Linked DNA regions of Sus scrofa: all the other regions are linked to region 2. A link is a contact called in public Hi-C data. All regions are on one chromosome and are shown on one strand. The core of a region is the stretch at or near the end of the contact, and the rest is flanking DNA. Distances in the headings are between cores, read along the strand shown.

Region 1 (3,023 bases), core at 247-2,746, 66 kb after region 2:
TCATGCTCCATGCACTGTGCTTTAGTTGGTGCTTAGGGTGGGGAGGGGAGGAGAGAGCTCTTCTCATCACTGTCACTCCCAGGGACCCACAAGACAGAGCAGCCACCATGTCACCAGATCATCATGCCAGCGGGAAGAGAGAGAACGCTCTGGCAATTCAGTGCTTGACCTGGAAGGTCACTCCCGTCACATTGGCCAAAACCAGTCACGTGACTTCACACACCCAGGACAGTGCCTGAAGGGTAATCCTATCCTATGGCTACTAGTTCTGTACTTTGCAGATAAGAAAACAGCAGCTCAGAGATTGATGGTCCTGAGTACTACTACTACTAAGTCATAGAGACTGAGTACTTCCTACATAGGAGGCCCTCCTCTGAGTGCTTCTGACAGGCTGGGCCACTGGGCAGGGAGCGTGGGCAATTACTCCCTGCCACAGGGGGGACTGCCTGGGCCATGCTTCCAGCCCAGCAGGCACAGCCACAGACAGTCAGCACCCTCTTTTCCGCCAGGTCCTGCTCTTGTGAGTGTGAGCTCCATGACCCACGTGAGACAGGCCAACAGGCACAACCAGGGGGCTCAGTCATCCTGACAAGATACTACAAAAATGAAACAAAAGATGAAAATCCCCAGAAACAGCCCCTAACACGGATATTTTCGGGGGCAAGGGGGTAAGGGAGGTGGTGGGCGAGGGACACTGCCCTAAGGAGGCAAAAACTGGTTCTTGGAGGGCAGAAAAAAAAAAAAATCTTATTTCTGTACAAAGCACGGATTTACATATAGAATATCGACAGACTTACAGTATATCTGGTATTAAAATGTATTGGTGGAGGCAGGATTGAGTGAAGTTAGGAAAAAAGATCTAAGGTTTAGCCAGGGGAAAGTGATACGGCTGAGAAACACTGCAAACAAAATAACTATTTTCACTTTGGCTTCTTATTTTCAGCTTTTATCTCCAAACATTTTACAGTGCTGCAATCACAGAATACCATTTTACATTCTTTTTCCCGATTTCACCTAGTTTGCATACATCTACCCCTCATTCACCACTGAACACAGATAGACTAGGGACCTCCGGCCTGCAGACCCTGGGATGAATGGGCCCAGGCTCTCTGGGGTTGTCAGCTGTGATCTTTAATGTCTATGAAGTATACAGCCACCATGACTCACTAATTCATTCATCGACGGTGTCGGAATTTGTACCCAATGAACAAATAACACCTTTTGCTTGTGGTGAATTATGAATTACTGTATTCTCTTGAGATAAAATCTTTGGAGAAGAATTACAGATGTTTGATGTCATACTGTCCTAAAAGCTGTTTACCATGCTTAATTAAACCACCCCTGCAACAAAGAGGCTTCTTCCAGCTAAAGGAGGAGTGGCTCAGACACCTCCAAACACGGTGGGGAAGGGCAGGGAGAAGCTGCTGCCAGGCCTCTACTGCTGTGTCCTGCAGCCGTTTGGTGGGGCTGCCCGGACTGTCTCTGGCCCCTGAAGCTGGGCGTCTGCAAGCCCAGCTGTTGCTCCAGACGGGAGCAGGGCCAGTGAAATGGACACCACTGCTCTAATCACAGAGGGGACAAAGAACTTGGCGCTCAGGTTTGCCCATCTGTTGAAATCACTCGTTTCCTTTTACTTATTCAGAGCGAGACGGAGAGAGAAAGTGGGGCAGGGGAGAGCTCCCCACCCCTACTCCCCGCAAAGCAAACATCGTTGCCTCCCAGTCCTGGTTCCTCCTTCTTCAGCAGGACTGCTGGGGGGCGGGGGGGGCCTGGAGGGAGGCTGTCTCTCTTCCTGTCTGTTACCCTGAAAGATTCGCAAAGGCCTACACATCGAGCCATTAAAAGCGCTCTGGCCTAGATATCACTTTCAATGAGCCACCTGGAGTGACAGGCTGGGAGGAAAATGAACTGCAGAAGAGATGGGGGGAAAAAAAAACAGTCAAGCACTGTTGGCCACTTACTCCCTGTGCTCTAGAAGCTTCGTTCTACTGCAGCCTGTCAGTGTGGGTATCAAAACGGAATGGGAATGTCCCTCCGTGGCTAAAGCCCATGGAGAGGGGAGGGGAGTGTAGCTGGAGAGCAACTGGGCAAGATCTTTCAGAGTGACAAAGGCACATGCCCTCTGCCCTAGCCTCTCCACGTCTAGGAGTCCTGCCCTCCATTGTCACAGCTGCATGCTTCCTTTTGGCTGAGAGTGGAAAAGGCTGGAAACAGCCTCAGCGTTCATGGGTAAGAGGCCCAGTTAAATACACGCTCGTTCATTCATGGAGTGGAACACTATAGAACTATATATAGAGAGAGATAGATATACATACACATATATAAAATAAGCAACTGGCTTTCTCTGCTACAATGAGAGGTGCTGTGAATAGTTTGCCGTCTCCTACATCTGCTAAAAACCAACCAACTAGTTACACAGACACGCAATACGCACACCTCCTGGAGATGCACAGGCTGTCTCTGGCAGGCTGGCTAAGAAACTAGTCGATAGTAGCTACTGCTGGGGAGGAGGGCAGGGAGGCTGTCTTCGCCGCACACCCCACCGACCCTGCCAGACTCTGCACCACAGGCAGGGTCACTTTTTTAGACCTTGCTGGATGTAAGCCTATGTGCCAGGCACCACTCCTTCTTTCACCTCATCTTTAGGGCACCCCTTAGAGGCGCCGATGTTCCTCCTGTACAGATGGGCAAATTGAGGCTCAGAGAAGATAAGAAATGCGTGTATGTCCTCAGTATTCAAAGCTGTTTGGCTCCAAAGTCCCTGCTCAAATGTCAAAATTGGGGCTGTTCACAATGAAGAACCACCTTCCAGGCTGCAAAGGCCATGTGGGCCTGAATGGGAGATGCTATTTTAAATGAAAAACACTTGAAGAGTTCCCATCGGGGCTCAGCGGAAATGAATCTGATTAGTATCCATGAGGACACAGGTTCGATCCCTGGCCTCACTCAGTGGGTTAAGGATCCGGCGTTGCCATGAGCAGTGGCGCAGGCACAGACGTGGCTCGGATCTGGCGTGGCTGTGG
Region 2 (2,983 bases), core at 456-2,955:
TCTGATGTGCTTTGATCATGTGTAGGGAAGTTGTGCCTCTTGATCTTTCTCTTGCTCCCTCTTTTCTTAACTTTGTGTAGGATTTGACTTTGCTGTTTCTCTGTTGCCGATTTTTGTGTGAAATAAATTTCTCCAGTTATTAGGCTCACATGAGGTTTTTTCACTTCACTAGACTCTTCTATTGTTTTCAATGTTTCTAGAAAATGCAATGACTCATCTTAGGAGATTCCCTACCTCTGTTTCCTCCCTTATTCCATCTGGACCTTTTTTTTCCTTCATCTCTGTTGTTTCTCTCCTGCTCAGTTTTTATTCTAGTTTCAGCACTCTCTCCTTTCTGTGGGACATTGCTGCTCTAGAAAAGACTTTGAGAATTCAGATGCTTAGACTGTTCTATCTATGGGAGGGGTGACAACTTTGGCAGTTTTAGCTGTTGGTCTCAAATTGGCTCACCTAACTTCCTAGGGAATTCCGTTTAGCTACTTTGGATCTGATTCTAGGAGCCAGGAGCTTTCCAATAAATTACTCTGCCTTCCCTGTACCCTTTCCAGTTTCCTAGGTCTCATATATATATATATATTCTTTTTTTTTTTTTTCACTTGACTGATCTCTGCATTTCCAGTAGATCCAACTAAAACACATATCCTGAGCTGACAGCTTTGTCTGAATAAAGGAAATCCCGTAGTCACTTTGGAATGTTCTGATCATATTCCCCGTACATATAATGTATTACCGCGAGATTTTCTATTTCTCATTGAAAAAGGAGATGTCAGTTTTGCGTGTTTCCTTTCTTCCAGTGGAGATCCTTCAGAGTTTGGTGAGTGGAAGCCTGGGAGGCACCCTTGGGCAGACTGTGAGCAGCCCTACTGAGCAAGAAGGCATGGTGGGCCCTGTTTCCCTGCCCCGGAGAGCAGAGACCTTTGGAGGGTTTGACAGCCATCAGATGAATGCTTCAAAAGGTCAGTGGTTTTGAATTCGTTGCCCTTACAGGCAGCCCTTGGCTATCAAGCTAAACATGATCTGTACTCTGTAGCACCATTTCCTCTGTCTTCTGCCCCCCCTCAGTCAGTAAATGTTTTAGTCAGAGCCTAGTAAGTATCTAGCTGCTAAAACACTCAGGCACCTCTCCCAGTGTTATGTTTATTTTGAGTAATAAAAAATTTTCCTGGGATCTCTGCTAAGCTATAGCCAAGTAACACTTGTTTCTTTCTGCTTCTAGTTCTGCATCAGTGAAATCATTAACAATCACTCAGCTGCCACCAAGGGCCTGCCCCTTTTTGGCATTAATAGACATCAGAAATATTCTGTCCTTGAGCTATGTATATTGTATTTTCTTGACTAATTGGTTTCACAACTTAAAAAACAAAAATTAAAAAAAAAACAAAAAACCTTGTTTGTTTGTCTAGGTGGTGAAAAGGAAGAGGGAGATGATGGCCAAGATCTTAGGAGAACAGAATCGGACAGTGGTTTGAAAAAGGTATTTCTTTCTAAGATATACTCTCTAAGTCCTCCCTGGCCTTTCCTCTGAATTCATAATCTTTGAAATTAGTCCATTCTGATTTTGTTAGTCCAGTCTGATTTGCTGTTTTCATTTCCCACTTTAAGAGGAAAGCACATATCTAAGCAAACCGTACAATTAAGAGCCCCACGCCCTTGGCCATTGAGTCTCTCTGGCTTTGGACAGTGTTGACACACACAGCTCTGCCACTGCCCTGGCTGGACCAGTGTTGTTAAGAGGCTGTTTAAATGTCCCACATCCACCTGAACCCTTGGCAAAGCCTCCATGACAGTTCGGCCTGCAGTGAGAGGCTACTAGAGAAGAACAAAAATGGGAAGTCACAGCATAACAGACACACTGACTGTTATTTTTGCCTCAGAATCTTCGGGGTTTTTTTAATGTACTTTTTTTGTTTTATAGGGTGGAAATGCTAACGTGGTATTTATGCTTAAAAGAAACAGTGAGGTAAGAACGTTATGAGCTATTTAACAGAATATGTTTTTGTCATAATTGTTAGGTTAGGAATGCTCATTTCTACTTGACTGTTGAGCAAGCTGGCTCTTGGCTGTGACCCGGGCAGTTGTCAGTTTCCCTTCCCCAGGCCATCAACTTGTCATTTTGCCAGAGTACTGCCCACTAAAACGGCCTCTGCTTCTCTGTCCTTGAGAAACCCCTTGCTTTCTCTAAACATGGGCTATGACACTCCCATCCATGCACACTGAGTAGAATTTGTAGCCACCCTTGCTGTAATGCAAGCCTGGCACCGAAGGCCATGGTCTAGAACCTGGCAAATTACCTTTTTGGTAATTCTGCATAGTAATTTCTTATCCTACAGCTGAAGTTGGGTTTTCTTCTTTGAGCATTGCTTTTTACTCAAAAGGTAGCCTTGGCATCCCCTGGCCAGAGAGGAGGTTGCCATGCCAGTGTTTCACCCCCCTCCAGCTGAGTTCCACTGACTCTGGGATAACCCATGACTTGCATGGTCTCCCTCTCTCCTTGGGTCCCTTTTAGGAAGCCTCCTGCAGGCACTGCCGCCTCCAGACTTAGTTGACTCTGAGCATGTAACTGAGTCAGGAGGCTAGAATTGGACGCAGGACAGTGGTGCTCTGGGGTGTACCTCTCAGGATGTTCTCTGTGTTTCTCTCTGCTTTTAATATGCTTTTAACATGATGTCTTAAATCCCCAAGAAGCTTTGTTTTGAAATTTCAAATTAAGGGAATCTTTGCCTTTTTTCCCCCAAAACACAAAAGGATGTTGTTTTCTGTTTGTTGACATGTTAGTCCACACTAACTATCCTGAGGAAATATCAGGGCCATGCTGAAAAATGTGTGGAGTTCCCATTGGGGCACAGTGTGGTATCCTGAAGGAACTCCTTTCAGTGTTTTCATCTTGAATGAAGTAAAGCTGCTCCACACAGGCTCTGGTGCCGCTTAAAAAGTAGTAGCTCTTGGTTAATTTTTCCACTTGCCAACTTTTCCCTCCCATATT
Region 3 (2,860 bases), core at 173-2,672, 120 kb after region 2:
AAATTCCAATAAAATTTAAGAAAAAAAAAAAAGAACACCTGGGTTCTGGGACTCTTCACCCTAGTAAGAAGGACCCCCACCAGGAAAGGCTCTTGAGGACCCTCGAAGTGGCTGTACAGATACTCTGGAAACTGGGAAAGAGATCCTTGACTTCTCTGTTGTGCAGAGCTTCCCACCGCCCAGGGCGTGTTGCCTGGCTGAGGAGAAGAACCCAAGCCTTTCAGGAAAAGTAGGTCCTGGGTGTGGCAAGGAAGCCAGAGGGAGTGAGAGATGGAACAGGAAGAGACAGGAGGGCCTGAATGGGAGCAGAATCTGGGAGAACCACCCAGAGCCTCCAGCAGGCTCTCAGGAGGATATGCCCAGCAGATTCTCAGAGAAGGGAGGTCCTAGGGCATCTGAGGGGGTGGGGGCTGGAATTGCTACAGGCCTAGAGAGGCCTTGTGTAGCTGCTTCCAATCTCCCAGGGGAGCTGCTGGCCAGCAGCACGATGTGACTATGCTAGAAGGGCCGGTGTAGCAGCTGCCCCACCACCCCAGCTCCATCCCACTTGCCACAGTTTTCGGGAGAAGTCATAGCTCTGGGGCTACTGCTCATCTGATCAGTGATTCTACTTAGGGGTCTTCCTGGAGCCTTGAAGACTGTGTACTCAGAATGTCATTCCCCAGAGAAAGGTTATGGGGATGTTGGAGGTCAAGGCAGGTGGGATACACAGACCTCTTCCCTTGTTTGTCCTGAGGAAGAGTGTATTCCTGTCTTACAGATGATACAACCTAGGCTCAGAGACATCAAGTGACTTGTCCAAGGTTATACAGCTATAGGAATTTCAACCGAGTTTGGATGAGACCAAAGTCTGGGCATTTTTTTCAGGATGCAAACACTGGCCACTCTCAGACCTACAGGTTTATATTCTGTTTCTCAGCCTCTACCTTCATGGATAAAAACCATTCATTTCCCCCATCCTCATGGTCTGTTCTGGGGATCCCCTGGCCTGTCTCACCATCTAGATTCTAGCCACTGATCTTCTCAGCCCCAGACAGCAGATATTCGGTGAAATGCAGAACACGTATGCCAGGGCCCCATCTGTCCATCTAAACATGACTGCAAATCAAGGACACGTTTACAATGATGCCCAAATGACAAAGGTCCCAGGCCACTTACCTCTCTGAAACAAGAACCCTAGCTGCCCCCGGTCCCCTGCCTCATCCAAGTTCCTCCAGTCATTTTGAGGAGTTCTCAAAGGGAGCCTCACGCACACCCAGTCTGTTAGGGGCACCCCCACTGCATCCCCCCATTTCTTGCCTGTTCTTGTTTTGTCCACAATTCCCAGCTTTCCAGTAGTGAATTATTAACCATGCTATGGTTGTAACCACATTATTGTTAACTATGAAAGTGGGATGACTGAAGAGTGATCTTTGTACCAGTGTCTGTGCCAGTGGGGCTGGTCCAGAGCTCAGAAGGCCCTCATTCATTGGCAGAATCTCCCAATGACTCTGATGAAGAGACTTGGAGCTCCCACCTCAAAGGTCTCAACTTCTGCCAGAGGCTAGGTGGGCACAGGTGCTCTGCCGTTCTCCCATAAACCTCCAACCTCCTGATGGCATCTGGCCATAATCACTACCTCCTCCCCCTGGCAGGTTAGTGGATGCAAAGAACTTAGTGGACACATTTCTATGGTCTACAAAGGTCTCCAGAAATTTTTTTCTTATGGCTGAATCTGCAGCATGTGGAAGCTTCTGGGCTAGGGATTGAATTTGAGCAACAGCTGCAGCAATGCTGGATCCTTAACACACTGTGCCAGGCTGGAGATCAAACCCTCCTCTGCAGTGACCAGAGCTGCTGCAGTCAGATTCTTAACCCACCATACCACAGCAGGAATTCCTCCGGAATTTTTTTAATTGCACATTTCTATCAGTACATCTAAAAAGCATATACCCCTACTTGATGCAAATCTGTTTTTCATATATCATGTATAGACATAGCACTGCTCTTGTATGTGCACTTGTATTAATATAATGTGCATTAAAGCCATGCACAAAATAGAAATACACAAGGATGTTTTTTCATAAATTAGAAACGTTTATGTATGATGTCCATGAAAACCATATGTGAAAATAGAAAGGTAAAGAAAAGATGGAGAATAAATATAAAAGTTCTTACTTTTTCTTCTTCCCCTCCAGCGCATCTGCTCCCTCCATACCCAAATACATGCACCTCATTTTAGAGATTATACCCTTTGTCCACATCTGCACTCTTACTAGATGCTCTTTTCACACGATTCACTCAAGCTTCATGACTGCCCTGGGTGGGAGGTGTTTCTTCCTCTGTTTTTTGCACCAGTGCTGAAGTTCAGAGCCTGGGGTCGACTCCTACTCAGGCTGCTCTACCAAAATACCCTGGATTGGGCAGCTTAAACAACAGACATTTATTTCCCACAGTTTGTGAGGCTGCAAGTCCAAGATCCAGCATGGTTGGTTTCTCCTGAGGCCCTTTTCAAATCTTTTCTCTGTGCCTGTGCATCCCAGGTGTCCTTCTCTCTCTCTCATCAGGACATTCATCAGACTGGGTGAGGGCCCTACCCTTGTGACCTCATTTAAAAGGCCCATCTCCAAATACAATCACATCCTAAGATAGTGAGGATTAGGGCTTCACCATGTGAATGTGGAGGACAAGTCAGGCCATAACAACACTTAAGCCTATGCTCTCTGAGTCATTAGGCTGCCCTGCTTGACTGGTCTGGTGGTGCGACCTGGGAGCACTCACCCAAAATGTCACCTTGCTATGTCCTCCCAGGGGTCAGGTTCAGGAGTACCTCCACTTTCCCAGTGGGAGCTCCTTGATGCCCACTTCCAGATCCTGCTCC

What was found. A called contact is a pair of places that touch in the nucleus more often than the background predicts.
Region 1: a contact with region 2 is called in a Hi-C map of liver, with 5 times the contacts expected there. The contact joins two enhancer-like sites. A contact is called at or near these places in 8 of 47 Hi-C or Micro-C datasets (brain, embryonic fibroblasts, epiblast stem cells and 2 more) and 1 of 2 datasets of contacts at active chromatin or transcription factors (skeletal muscle).
Region 3: a Hi-C map of liver shows a contact between it and region 2, with 2.8 times the contacts expected there. The contact joins two enhancer-like sites. A contact is called at or near these places in 2 of 5 promoter capture datasets (fetal liver and liver), 27 of 47 Hi-C or Micro-C datasets (adipocytes, alveolar macrophages, blood and 16 more) and 2 of 2 datasets of contacts at active chromatin or transcription factors (alveolar macrophages and skeletal muscle).

What each region holds. Positions count from the first base shown.
Region 1 is chr7:88,276,080-88,279,102 of Sscrofa11.1, forward strand. All of the region lies in intron 1 of KLHL25 (kelch-like protein 25), which reads right to left. Among named protein-coding and RNA genes, the nearest start is that of KLHL25, 14 kb to the right of the region's middle. Within about 2 kb of position 1,497, at least 26 of the 83 cell types and tissues checked have an H3K27ac peak or open chromatin away from gene starts, as enhancers often do. A contact at or near this core is called in liver and skeletal muscle, where this site is marked.
Region 2 is chr7:88,210,001-88,212,983 of Sscrofa11.1, forward strand. AKAP13 (A-kinase anchor protein 13) reads left to right here. Exons shown (of 38, transcript XM_021099912.1): 32 at 795-956; 33 at 1,404-1,474; 34 at 1,916-1,960. Among named protein-coding and RNA genes, the nearest start is that of KLHL25, 80 kb to the right of the region's middle. Within about 2 kb of position 1,706, at least 10 of the 83 cell types and tissues checked have an H3K27ac peak or open chromatin away from gene starts, as enhancers often do. A contact at or near this core is called in liver and skeletal muscle, where this site is marked.
Region 3 is chr7:88,331,604-88,334,463 of Sscrofa11.1, forward strand. No RefSeq gene overlaps it. Among named protein-coding and RNA genes, the nearest start is that of KLHL25, 41 kb to the left of the region's middle. Within about 2 kb of position 1,423, at least 4 of the 83 cell types and tissues checked have an H3K27ac peak or open chromatin away from gene starts, as enhancers often do. A contact at or near this core is called in liver, where this site is marked.